3 separate regions of the Gossypium hirsutum genome follow, and regions 2 and 3 are each linked to region 1. Evidence: chromatin contacts called from public Hi-C data. All regions are on one chromosome and are shown on one strand. The core of a region is the stretch at or near the end of the contact, and the rest is flanking DNA. Distances in the headings are between cores, read along the strand shown.

Region 1 (4,163 bases), core at 754-3,253:
TGAATAACAAGGCAGATATTTGTCAGACTTTTTCAGAGAGACAAAAAATAATCTATTACACACACGAGGTAAACTATGGAATGTTTATAGCCTGCCACTTAAACCACTAGCGTGATTAAAAAAATGAACTCATTTTTTTTAATAATCAACCCAATTAGAATGGTCCACTAAGTGATAAAACCAAAACACATCAAACAACTAAAATTTGCACATACCTGATTTTGATACACTGATTGAGCTGGCAGCTGATTTGCACGCGGTGGCTGCCCTTGTGGAAACGAAGGTCCAAGGCTAGGAGGTCTATTACCTGACTGAGTAATTCAAAAAATAAGAGAAATTATTGCAGAATATGTTATGAAGGAGACACCCAAGACTGACTTCCAAACTGCAACTTTTGACTTACATGGAACATCGGCTGTGAAAGATGCTGAGCACCAGGGTGTTGGAAACCAACATTAGGACCCATTTGTGGGGCATGCTGATGATGGAAACTCGGAGCTGATGAAAGTCGTGCCTGTGGTTGTATTGGTGGCTGCTGATGCATATGAGGAATTCCAGTTGTTTGAAATGACTGCTGCAACTGGCTAGAGGATGTTGACATATGGGTTTGATGATGAGCAGGAGGATGTAAAGGTGACTGCAGAGGAAGTTGAGGTGCATTTGGGAGTTGGGAGGAATGTGGAAGAGACATTGGAGGATTCAAATGGACCTTTGTTTGCTGTGGTGTCTGTAGGGAATGTGGTGGTATGGATTGAGACTGAAGATTTGCAGCAGGAACAGAAGCAACGGAGATTCTTGTCCCAGCTTGGTTTTGATGCTGTTTCCTTACAGGAGCTTGGATCTGGGATGGAGCAGCTTGTTCTTGCAAGCGAACTTGACCTGGCAACAAATGTGCTGGCTGGATATTTGGCTGAGGGGGTGGTTGTACTGATTGCTGAGATTGTTGTGATGCAGGTGGCTGAATAGCTGGAATCTAAACACAAACAGTAAGTACACTAGCACAGTCCCTAAACATAATTTCAAGGATGATATTACAGAGATCAAAAGCATACCGCTTGAGGGGGCTTAACCATTCCGAGCATAATCTGAGCCTGAAGAAACAAGAATAATCAAAGAAACCTAGTCAGGCATGGAAGCTACTAAATCAACAGTACACCATCTAAAAAGTAGATGCAATTTAAAGCAAAAGAAGGGTAATTAACCCATCAAGCTGTGCAGCACTCTAGAACAAGTCCATCAAGAAAGATGGTTAGCAACTTCTTATTTTGAGTTGCAACTAGAACTAAACGCATCTCATTACTACAAAGCTAACTCCAGAGACCTAATTGTCCATACAAAGGTTCCGAAATGCTTGATTCCTAGTGACAAGCTAACATCAACCTCTATACCAAGAAAAGGCAACAAAAAATTACAACTTCAGCCTACAAGGGATATCAAGAGAGTGTAAAGCTAAAGGGTTACGCGATGCTAATAGTAATATCAATCAACAGTCAGTCATGCACATAACTAGTATCAATATTAAAACAAAGGAAGAAGGGAGTTTTTTTCATATTTGAAAAGTAAATAAACAAAGAAGAAAAGGGAAACCTGGAAAAGGGCTTTCGTCAAGAGAGGATTTTGGATAAGGATCTCCCTCGCCTGCTGCTGGTTTTGTTCTATAAGTGTCTGTATATACCCAAAATAAAGAAGGAAAAACCACTAATTAGATTTAACGGCTGAGGAAGTGGCGTTTGGAAGAAACGAAAATAAAATTTTGAAACCAAATAGAAAACAGAAAGAGAGAGTACCTTCATGTTTGACATAATATCATAAAGCTGGTTCTTCGACATTCCGGCAATGTTGGCTGGCAAACCTTCGTCAGCAACTTGCTTTCCCGCCATTGTCTCCGCCGAGTGTTACAGCAAGCAACAGAGATCAGGGAGTGGTTTTCGGCTTCAGTCTGAGAACTTATAGCGATGTGGTTTTGAAAGGTATTAGCCCACTAAAATGGAATCGACCTTAAAAAGAGGTCTTAGGCTTAGCCCAGGCTTTTTTTTTTTTGTATGAGTTGAAAAAATTAATTTACTATACACACACACACACACACGAGGGAAGTCATTAAATTTTTTGTAGGGTTAGAGGTTATGTTGTATATTTTTATGAGTTAAAATATAATTTTTTATTATATTAGTTTATATTATAATTAGTTTATATTATAATAGTTTTTAAAAGGATTAAACCAAAATTTTAGTATTTGGAAGGCAACTAATAATTTTACTTATATTAAACAATGTTTTCTAAATCGAATCGTTGGTCGGACCGATCAGACTATTGATTCGTTGATTCAATCGGTATAATGGGTTTGATTAGAAAATTATTAAAAATTTAAGTAATAATAATATTAAAAAAAATCTAGTTCAACCGGTCTTTCACCTAGGTCAACTAGTTCAAAACCCTTTCCGGGTCGATTCCCGATCCGATTGGCCAGTTTGGTTTGGTTCAAACAACATTGATATTAACTTAAAATCTTATAAATTTTGAGATTAAAAGAATCATTTTTTTTCATTTTGTGGGTTAAGGGCCCTACCCCCTCCACCCTTAGTTATATAGTTGATTTGTTGAATTATTTGGCAAACTAGTCAGTTTACAAAAGGGAGAAGTGAAGTCCATATTAGAGGACCGACTTCAAAGTTGACATCTCGAAAAGTCGACGTCAATGGTAGTAATATCCTGGAGGTGTCGACTTTAGTGTATAAACTATTTACCTTGCATGTATGCACAATGAAGGAGCACATGAAGGCTGAGAAATATAGTTTTCTCATGCATGCGTGAGAGGTTGAAAAATGCGATGGCTAGGTCAAAAGAAAATTGTTTGGAAATGATGGAACAAGGCAGAAGGTTGAGATGGTAGAACAAGACAAAATGCTATTTGGAGATGATGGAACAATGTAGTGTCTGAGTAACATGTAAGTGAAATAGTAATGGTAAAGGTGGGGGAGGATGGAAATTATGTATATACATATACCTTGACACCATGGCAAATTAGAATAGTGAGTTTATTCAACAATTTTTATTGAGTATTATTATCTTCTTCTATCTATTATCTTTTATATATTATGCAATCTTCATATATCTTCTTCAATCTTTGTAAGTATTTTTTCCATGATATTATAATTCATGTACTGATACATTAACATCTACTAACTATTAGTGTTAAATATACAACAGATTGTTGGGATTGTTGTTGAGCATAGTTTATGACATTTTTTAATATATGTTAGTGTTGTTAAAAGTTTATATTTATTAGTGTTGAATATCTATTAGTGTTAAATATACAATATAGTGTTGAATAATTATTTACTAGTTCATTATTTGATTGGCGCAAAAAATGATGATGACATTGTTTTTTATTCTGTTCGAAATTTGACATTGTTGTGTTGTTGTATATCTATGGTGAAGGAAAATATTATTAAGGAACATATTTAATAAGCTTAGTGGTACTTTGAATATAAAATAGTGTTGTTATGTTGTTTGAACTATAAAATCTACTAAACATAGTTATATTTTAGTATGAAAATGTTTATTTTTTAGTTAAAGATATTATATTAGCGAAGAAAATATTTTGCTTTATTGGTTATATATTAATTATTTTTTGTTTTAAATTGATATTATACACATGAAATCTATACAAAATGAACAACAATTTTATGTTGTAGTGAACTGTAATGACTCGATTCATGATACGAATATTGGTGTAATATTAAAGTTTGGAAGTCCAATTAGCATGATGTTCATAAAGGACATCACGTTAGTGGAGATGAAGTACAAAATTGGTCGAAGCTCTTGTTGAGGTATAGATTTATATGATAATCCAATGAGATATTTTATAATTAATGTAGCGGATGATGATGATCTCCAAATAATGAATGCACTTTATGAGTCAAATGGTAATGGAAGAGTTGAGTTGTATGTTGAGCTTGACAATATTGAAGGACATAGGAGATCGATATTCCTAGCTTGATGACCGGTTGCGTGCGTGCACATTAAAACACTGAATTTATACAATAAATTTTAAAGCCCGGTTTTACTGCAAGCGTACAGGTCAGTTGTAATATTTATAATGTTACAATGAAACACTGAAGTATTTCAAGGATCGAACCCAAAGGAAGAGGCGATTGAGTAAT
Region 2 (4,163 bases), core at 544-3,043, 230 kb before region 1:
TTTTTGACTGAAAATGATTTGTGTGGTTCTAAATCACGAACAGGAAATACCCTTGTCCAAATGGATTAATACCCAAAAAAAAAAAAGTGAATTATTTTGCAATAATATATAGCTTGTTTTTTTTTTTTTTAAATTCTATTAAATTGACAAAGCCGGCCAGATAAAGGCATAAGTTCCCAAATCCTAAATAGATGTTTTAAAAATGAGAAAAGTATTTAGAAATATGAATTAATATTTATAATTAATTAAGTTGGCAATTATTTTCTTTTTTATTCAAAAAAAAAAAAACAGTTGGCCTAACAGTGTAGTTTGGTTAAGGCAAGGATTGACTAGTTCAATATTTTGAAGCTATATAGATTTGATATATTATATAACCAAATCTATTAAAGAAAGAGAGTATATCAAGAAATTGATAATATATTATAGTTGATGTTAATGTTAGCTAAGGTCAGATGCAAAATACAAGAGGTAGTAACCCAAGGAGGGAAATGATTCAATATGGCTTGTTGATAAATAAAAATTAATCAAGATATTAAGCTACTTGACTTTAAAAAATTAGCATCATTAAGAAGGATACTTACATTCGCCACGATGGTCTTTAACAACAAAAGCTTCAGTCATGGCTTCACGAATGCGAACACCTTGGAAACTCTCTTGTGCAACTTTTGCCCCGATTCGGAATTTCCGACTCCGAATCCAGCTCGAGTTGTCCGTAAATTCGATATCTCCGATCGAAGCTACCCCGTCTCTCACTGTGACAGATAACTCTCCGGTGAGCAAGGGTCGTTTCCCAGTCCTCTCCCGCACGATGTTTCTGTCGAATTCTTCACTAGTAAAGTTGTCACGGTCCCCCGACGGAAAGTCGCCGTCCAGAACCACGATATCGACCTTAATAGGGTTCGGGAGAAGCACCGGAGCCCTTTGGTCACCCTTTGTATCCACCAAAGCGACTTGAAGTTGGTTGCTTTCTTCATCCACGATCTTGCTTCCGGTAAAGATAGGCAAGGAAAGGGCTTTAGGGAAAATCAGTCTAAGGGTTGATGGTTCGGGTTCCGCCGCTTGGATTCGTAGCGACGGAGACCGGGTGAAGGATCGGAGCCGGTCTCCAATACTGCGCTCCACTTCCTCATTCACCTGAAAAATCCGTACCGGTAAGGGTAGTTTAATTTTATGAGGAAATGTTTATGCATGAAAGTGAAATTTTAGAGAGTACAATGGATGGAGATATGGTTATTAAAAGAAACCATACCACTTTTCTAAGGACAGGTTCCAAGGCAGTATACAAGTAATTCACCATAACCGCTTGCCCAATCACTCTGTTAAAAAGCAGAAGGAAATTAGCTTTGATGAAACAAGAGGTGTGTACATTAATGGCAAAAGCTTGAGCATAGAAAATAAACAACAAAAGTAGTAATAAAAACAAATAGAGCATTTATTGAAGGTTTGAAAACATTACGAAGCAAAAGAAGGTTTAGGTCTCATCCGTTTCTCCTTTGGCTCATCTGTGTCGGAACAAGATTCATTAAGAAGCCGTTTGCCCGCCATTTCCAAAGATTCAAGGACCAAAACACACACACACACACAAAAAAAACCCCTAACAGATCATAACTGAAGAAAAAGATAGGGATTTTGAGAATATGTCATGGTCTTAAAACGATGTTGTAAGGGGGGAGTTTAAATACATGTCAATAATAATAAAAAGAAGGTTCTTGGAATGTTGGTGGAAACAACTGAGTAACAGCCACGGAGCAACCAAGGTATTTGTCTCATGTTATGAATGACTTTTGGACATCTAAACTCTGCTTTTAAGTCAACTATTTCTATTTATTATTACATTGATATATAAAAAAGAGTTAAAACGACATCTCCAATCCTTAGATATTGATCCAACGGTTAATACAAGTAGAACTTGGATTATGTTGATAAAAAGAGAAAAAAGCAAAAGTTTGTGACAAATGAATAGAGATATATAAAATAATATTATTATGTTTAGACTACTTTTAAGAGGGAAAAAAGTTTGGGAAAAGATCACATAGTCCACAAATGCCTCATTTCTTAGAAGTGTCTGCTTTTGTGTAGGCCCTTGCCATAGTCATCAACTCTTTTCTTCTCTTTTTTGATAATTCAAAGGTTTTCTTTTTTGCATTATTTTAGTCATTATATTTGTGTCATTCTTCAAGTAAAACTGTCCTGCTTGCAATTAGATTATAGTTTTATAATCATCCTTTTTTGCTTGGGATTACGGTACATTTCTACGTGACCGGGCCGAGTTCCGGCTTTAAAAAATTTTCAAGTACATGTTCATTGTTGGGTAGACGTGGCATGTATCAATCAACCACATAGATTGTCCGACGAACTAAGCCATTATTAATGGATTTAAACCATTCAACTTAACTTAAAAATTTGGGAAAAATAATTATGAAGATTTTCCTTAGCATAAAAATCTCTTTTTTTTTTTCAGTAGATAACGCATCTTTAGAGAAAATAATAGAAATTATAAAAGAAAAGTATATTTTCAACTACTACTTAATTATGACGTTTATATTCAAATCATAAAATTTATGATTAGTAATTCAAGAGGGTTCAACGTACACTTTCAAAGAAGGAACAATTCTCTTTTAAGATAAAACGATACAGATGACGTAGTTAATTGTAAAGGTTAATTACAAAACATATGTATACATTGTCTGTCACATAGCCATGCATGATACAAAAATAGGCAAATGGCTCACTCGCAGACGCAGCTCTAGCATAGTCCCCTTCTACTGATCTTCTTCTAAAACAAAATGCCTGAGAAAGAAAAGTAATGAAGTAAGTTCATTTGAACTTAGTAAGTTCCAAATAGCTACAAAACGAATACAAGAACACTGATAATCCACAAGCAATAGTACTCATGAGAATTATAAATAATTTCGTAAGACTTAGTCTTACAAACACAATATGTCCATTCATCAGCCGTAATTTCTGATGGCAACACTTCACCAATTTAAACCTAACACCCATAGTACCTAGGCGGACACATACCACCAATTTATACTTACCTCTCACAATCATGTTAGTTTACCTGTGACTCATCCTTGTGCCAACCTCGGACCTACATTTCAAAATCAAAATCTCATATCCATCGTTTTCATATTCGTATTCACCATAATGCCATTGTTAAATTGAACATGTGTTCTCCCGAAAGGTCGAGTCATGATCTTCCAGTTCGGTTTGTAATATAGTTGTAATGCCCTCCACCTGACCTGAGCCATCGGATCCGAGTAGTGGGTGTTACTTCCTAAGTCGGACATGATCTAGAATTTTCCTACTTGCCTAAGTACTAGACGATCGATGTCTTAATAAAATTTTCTAACTTTTCTTTATAGCTGAATTACCTCATGTATTATTACCTTATAAATTTTTGTACAGTGTAATGTTTACGTTTACAATCATGAATAAAATCTATTGTTCTCGCCTTATATCAGCCTACAATTATACTCTGCCAAGACTTAAATTCGCTTTAAGGATTTTCTTACACTTATACATTATGGCTAATAACATTCATAAGGTTTTCTCAGCCTTTCCATCAGTGTAGACTGCATTTCTGTCACAATCTTTCCTTTAGTCTTCTTTGTATGCATATCAACACGTATCGCCGCTTCAATGGCGTAAGTTCATAAGAACTTAGTGAGGCGTCATCATATATACATTCATCAATATATACATATAATAAGCATACAACATCACGCCATTCATTCATACACATTATTATGATATATCATATCACACTTAATAGAACCAGACAAGCACTCATCAAATTCAGCGCAGCACAAGTATTAGGCTTTTACTTACCTGATACTCTTTCATATTCAATAATCATTCTTACCTTAGTTGGCGTCATTCAACTTACTTACAGGTTTGTTCAAATAATTCACTCTTTCCTTCAGAGTCCGCTATCTTGGCGTTGCCATTACATCTTTGTCCCGAGATCATACCACAGATTGCGCCACTAAGGCGTACACTTCACTTCAGATATCTTTCCTTATCTATGGAAATTGCAGACATGTACTCGATCAACAAATAGCCACAATGGCATCTATGCATCAGATAGCTATTAAAACACCCACCTGCATTCAAACAACCTTCACCACAAAAGCGCACATGTAACAGGAACAACTATT
Region 3 (4,163 bases), core at 1,141-3,640, 140 kb before region 1:
AACACGACATCCTTTCCAGCAAGCTTCCGGTAAACTGCAGAAAACGTCTCAAGCTTGTACTCTGTGTTATTTCGTTCCTTGGGGTCCAAATACACCTGCCCAAAGAGGGTGGCAGAGAATGAAAGAACATTAGCCTTCAAAAAGTTAAAACAAGATGACAGCCATTATGATTAAACAAAACCAATTGAAGTTGAGGACAGCATATTCACAACACCACAATTCTTTCACTCCTAACATTTAGCAATCTAAAGCTAGAATTCGTGTTAGTTAACAATTACAGTGCACAAATGTTGTACCTTCATTATCTTTGATCCATCAATTCTATATCTAGTGCGCTTCCCAACAATCTCAGCAGGTAAGACAACATCTTCTAGCATTGCCTCATGTACAGCAGTCAATGTGCGGCTGCGTGGCCTCTGAACTGCAGAACCTTTCTTTGGAGGCCTTAATATCCTCCGGGTGGCAATAAGAATCACATCCTACAGTATATATAAACCAAGTAAACACTTAAAAACAAGAACATGTGCATCGATTAAACCAATTGGAAGTCATTATCAATAAGAACTAGAGATTTATGTTAAAGGTTAAGCCAGATGTAAAAGAATTCGAGAACACATACATTTATTAAAAGCATAATTAATCTATTATTTCTTGCAGAACAGCAATGTATCAGAGTAGAACGACCCAATGATGAAAGCATCTTATGCAACATATATGAATTTAAAGTTTACCATATTCTGTACTAAATGGTAATGCACTTAAAGAAATTGTAAATTTGAAAACCTAAATAAATTCACATTCAGGCTGGTCTTACTCTAATTGTTTTCATTATACAGAAGGAAGAAATTTGAAAGAGTAGCTTGGTCCTTCACTCACCTTGCCACTGAACTTCTTTTCAAGTTCCCTCACAAGCTTAACATGAACCTTGCGGAAAGCTTTCCTCAATCTATATGGGACATGGACAACAACAGCTTTCCGGCTCCCAGAAACATCAATTTGGCTGCATGTAAACAAATTTATATTAATAATATGACCGAAAAATACACGAGAGAGCTAACAAGTAATGCATCCCAGTGAGCAATTCTTACACTGCTGAATTAATATAGAGATCTTTAAGGTCACTTTTCAGATCTTGATTGGTATTCTCCAAATCAAAGAATGCCTGAAACAGAGAAGTAAATGCACATGTAATGAAATCATAACCAGAGCACATTTGCAGGAACTTTTCAAGTGAAGAAAACATAAGAACATTATAAAACCTGCGCAACAGACTCCTCAAATTCTGTTGGTTCAGCATCCTTATCTTTGTGGATCTTCTTCCTTGATGTATACATCTTTGAGATCTGCATGAATGGATAGATAAAAAGTTGAAAGGAATTTTAGGAATTTCAAACAAGTTCAATTACAAATCAGATTGACCAGAAATTCGACCAAATATTATCCATAGGCAAAATTTCACTTAATATTAAAAAAGATAAGATCCAGCTCTCAGTTTTATTACCCAATTTATGATGTGCAGGACCATGATACCACTTTCAGAAGAAATAACAAGTTGGATGTTTTATAAAGTTCTCATTATGCCAAATTTCAACTTGGAATGCTCTATACCGACTTGGCAACTTATACTAGAACATTGTAGTTAACCAATTACTCTGGCAACCCATCAGTTCTATACTATATTATCAGTAAACTGACATTAATCTTGCTGATTTTAAGTGATTGTTAATTGATTCCCATAGTAAGTTAAATGACAAAAATTTGAGCACACACAAAGTTTAGGATTTTTCACACATTTTATCTCAAAAAGACAACATTGAATTACAAATGTCAAAAACCAAAATCCAAGATTCAAACAAAACTATTAGCTCAGAAAGTAATATATATATCGACACACTAACAGATAGAGAACCCTAAAGAACATTATTGAAATCCTAGAAACAGAATTGAATTACTAAAAGTAAACAGCCGAATCAGAATCAAAACAGCATTTATTTCCATCTACATTTTTCCAGCATATAAACAAGCCACAGAAAATTAGCATATCTTGCAACAATCAGAGTAACAAAAAGTCAAAAAGAAAGCTCTGTCACTCTGTTGTTTTATGAGAAAACTGAATATGAAAATAATAAATAAATAACAAAGACATATATCATCATTCTCACTCCTTTTAAGACATTTTGCGCATTTTCTAGGAAACCAAACAGGTGATTGGAAAATGAAAAGAGGTACCTGAAAGAGAAGCCAAAAATGGAAGAGATGAGAGACACCAAAGTGAAAGAGGAGGCTCTGTTTTAATTCTCCACCGTGAATAAGAAACCCTAGGGTTTCAGTGGAAGGCTACGATGTTTCTTCTACACGTGGACGGATGTGATTCAGTTTGGTTTACATTCGGGCCGGGATTTACATTGTCTGACTTATATGGGCCTTTATAATAAGTATGGATTTGAGTTGTAATGGTTCTTACATTAAGTTTCATTACAAGCTAAAAAAAAAAAAAAAAGTAGAGTTCGGTTTTCTCCAAATTTGAAAGTCCGTCTAATTCAAGCTCCTAATAATTCAAGTTTAAAAATTTTGAAAAAATTTAATCAATGTAAAAATTTAAATTCGAGATTAATGAACAACTAAACATGCAATTAATATAATTAATATAATTATAAAATAATAACAGAATAGTTATAATAAATATTAATAATTAATATAATTATATTATATTACTTAAAGTAAAAAAAATAAAAATAAATTATCATTATTTATTTTATCAAAATATATTCATAAGCATTACATATTTATGTTAAAATTTTATTAATATTATATTATTTTTATGTAAATTATAAAGTGAAATAATATTTTTAAAAATATTAATCGAATATAGAATATTTTTAATACTATAACTAAACATGTATAATAAATATATAAAATTAAAAATTATTAAATCTATAAAATTTAAATTAAATTAATAATATCTATAATAAATTAATTTAATAATATGATAACTAGTGTTATACTTATCACAAATAATTAAACATGATTTATCATGCAATAATAATATCATTACTAATAAATTTAATTTTAAACCATATTTTTAATAAAAATTACATTTAATAATATAAATTAGAAATTTTAAAATCTTTTTAAAAATTAAAGGAAAAAATAAAATATCCAAATAGAATATATTAATAAAAAAATATTTTGCAATTCATAAAGTCATAAAAATATATAAATTCGATAATTGTTAATACAATTACATAAAACCAAACCACCATAGATCCAACTCCCAAGTTCAAAGTATGAGTAACATTCAAAAATTTTACCTATATTATTATCTTTATATTTATTATTAATTTGGATTGGATTTATTTTTATTTAAGTTGGGTTTTGAATAAAGTTTAAATTGGGTTAAGGTTTGGGTTTGATTGGCATTGGGTTTGGGTTTGGGTTTGGGTTTGGGTTTGGGTTTAGGGTTTAAATATATACCATATTTAATAGGTGTAAAGTCGATTAATTTGATATAAATAATTTTGAATTTCAAAACTGAAACCAAACCAACAACACCAAATTAACTGATTACCTAACTCGCCCTTAAAATGAACTAAAAAAATTGAATTTACCAACTGATTTAACTGGTTCAATTTAGTCAATTAAATCAGTTTTAATCGCTAACTATGATAGATTTTATGTTATTACATAATATAATAATATAGTATATTGTTAGAGTTGTGTGATTCAAATTCTAAGAGATTGCTTGCAAGTCAAGTTAAACAAAATACATTTTCTTTCTAGAAAATTTAATATTTATTAGCATAATATATTTAACATTTATTAGCATAATATATTTGACATTGATTAATTAGGTTTTTTCAACCTATAAATAGATGTAGTCGAAATTCCTCTTATATCATTCGAATTCGACATTCTTGAATTTTCTTCTCATCTGCCCGTGGTTTTCCCCCGAAAAGGTTTTCACATAAAATCTGTGTGTTCTATTTTTTCTTTTTCTTCGCGATCTTTCTACATTGCCATTATCTACATTCAGTTTTTAACTAATTGGTATCAGAGCTTTTTTCAGGTTGCTTGTTTCGATCACAATAATGACAACAATGAAGTATGATATTTTGCTGTTGGATCGCAACACCAGATTCTCGTTGTGAGAGATAAAGATGCAG

What was found. A called contact is a pair of places that touch in the nucleus more often than the background predicts.
Region 2: a Hi-C map of leaf shows a contact between it and region 1, with 3 times the contacts expected there. The contact joins the promoter of LOC107892037 here to the promoter of LOC107892032 in region 1. A contact is called at or near these places in 6 of 34 Hi-C or Micro-C datasets (callus, hypocotyl and leaf).
Region 3: a Hi-C map of leaf shows a contact between it and region 1, with 3 times the contacts expected there. The contact joins the promoter of LOC107892035 here to the promoter of LOC107892032 in region 1. A contact is called at or near these places in 8 of 34 Hi-C or Micro-C datasets (anther, hypocotyl, leaf and 1 more).

The regions. Positions count from the first base shown.
Region 1 is chrD09:25,377,294-25,381,456 of Gossypium_hirsutum_v2.1, reverse strand. It overlaps LOC107892032 (cleavage stimulating factor 64), which reads right to left and starts at 2,003. Exons shown (of 7, transcript XM_016816997.2): 1 at 1,788-2,003; 2 at 1,588-1,665; 3 at 1,053-1,091; 4 at 404-973; 5 at 216-311. The coding sequence starts at 1,880.
Region 2 is chrD09:25,602,490-25,606,652 of Gossypium_hirsutum_v2.1, reverse strand. LOC107892037 (protein SAR DEFICIENT 1) reads right to left here and starts at 1,793. Exons shown (of 7, transcript XM_016817005.2): 1 at 1,457-1,793; 2 at 1,250-1,316; 3 at 582-1,134. The coding sequence starts at 1,545.
Region 3 is chrD09:25,516,441-25,520,603 of Gossypium_hirsutum_v2.1, reverse strand. LOC107892035 (40S ribosomal protein S7) reads right to left here and starts at 2,390. Exons shown (of 6, transcript XM_016817001.2): 1 at 2,230-2,390; 2 at 1,260-1,343; 3 at 1,089-1,162; 4 at 877-1,000; 5 at 297-479; 6 at 1-95. The coding sequence starts at 1,334.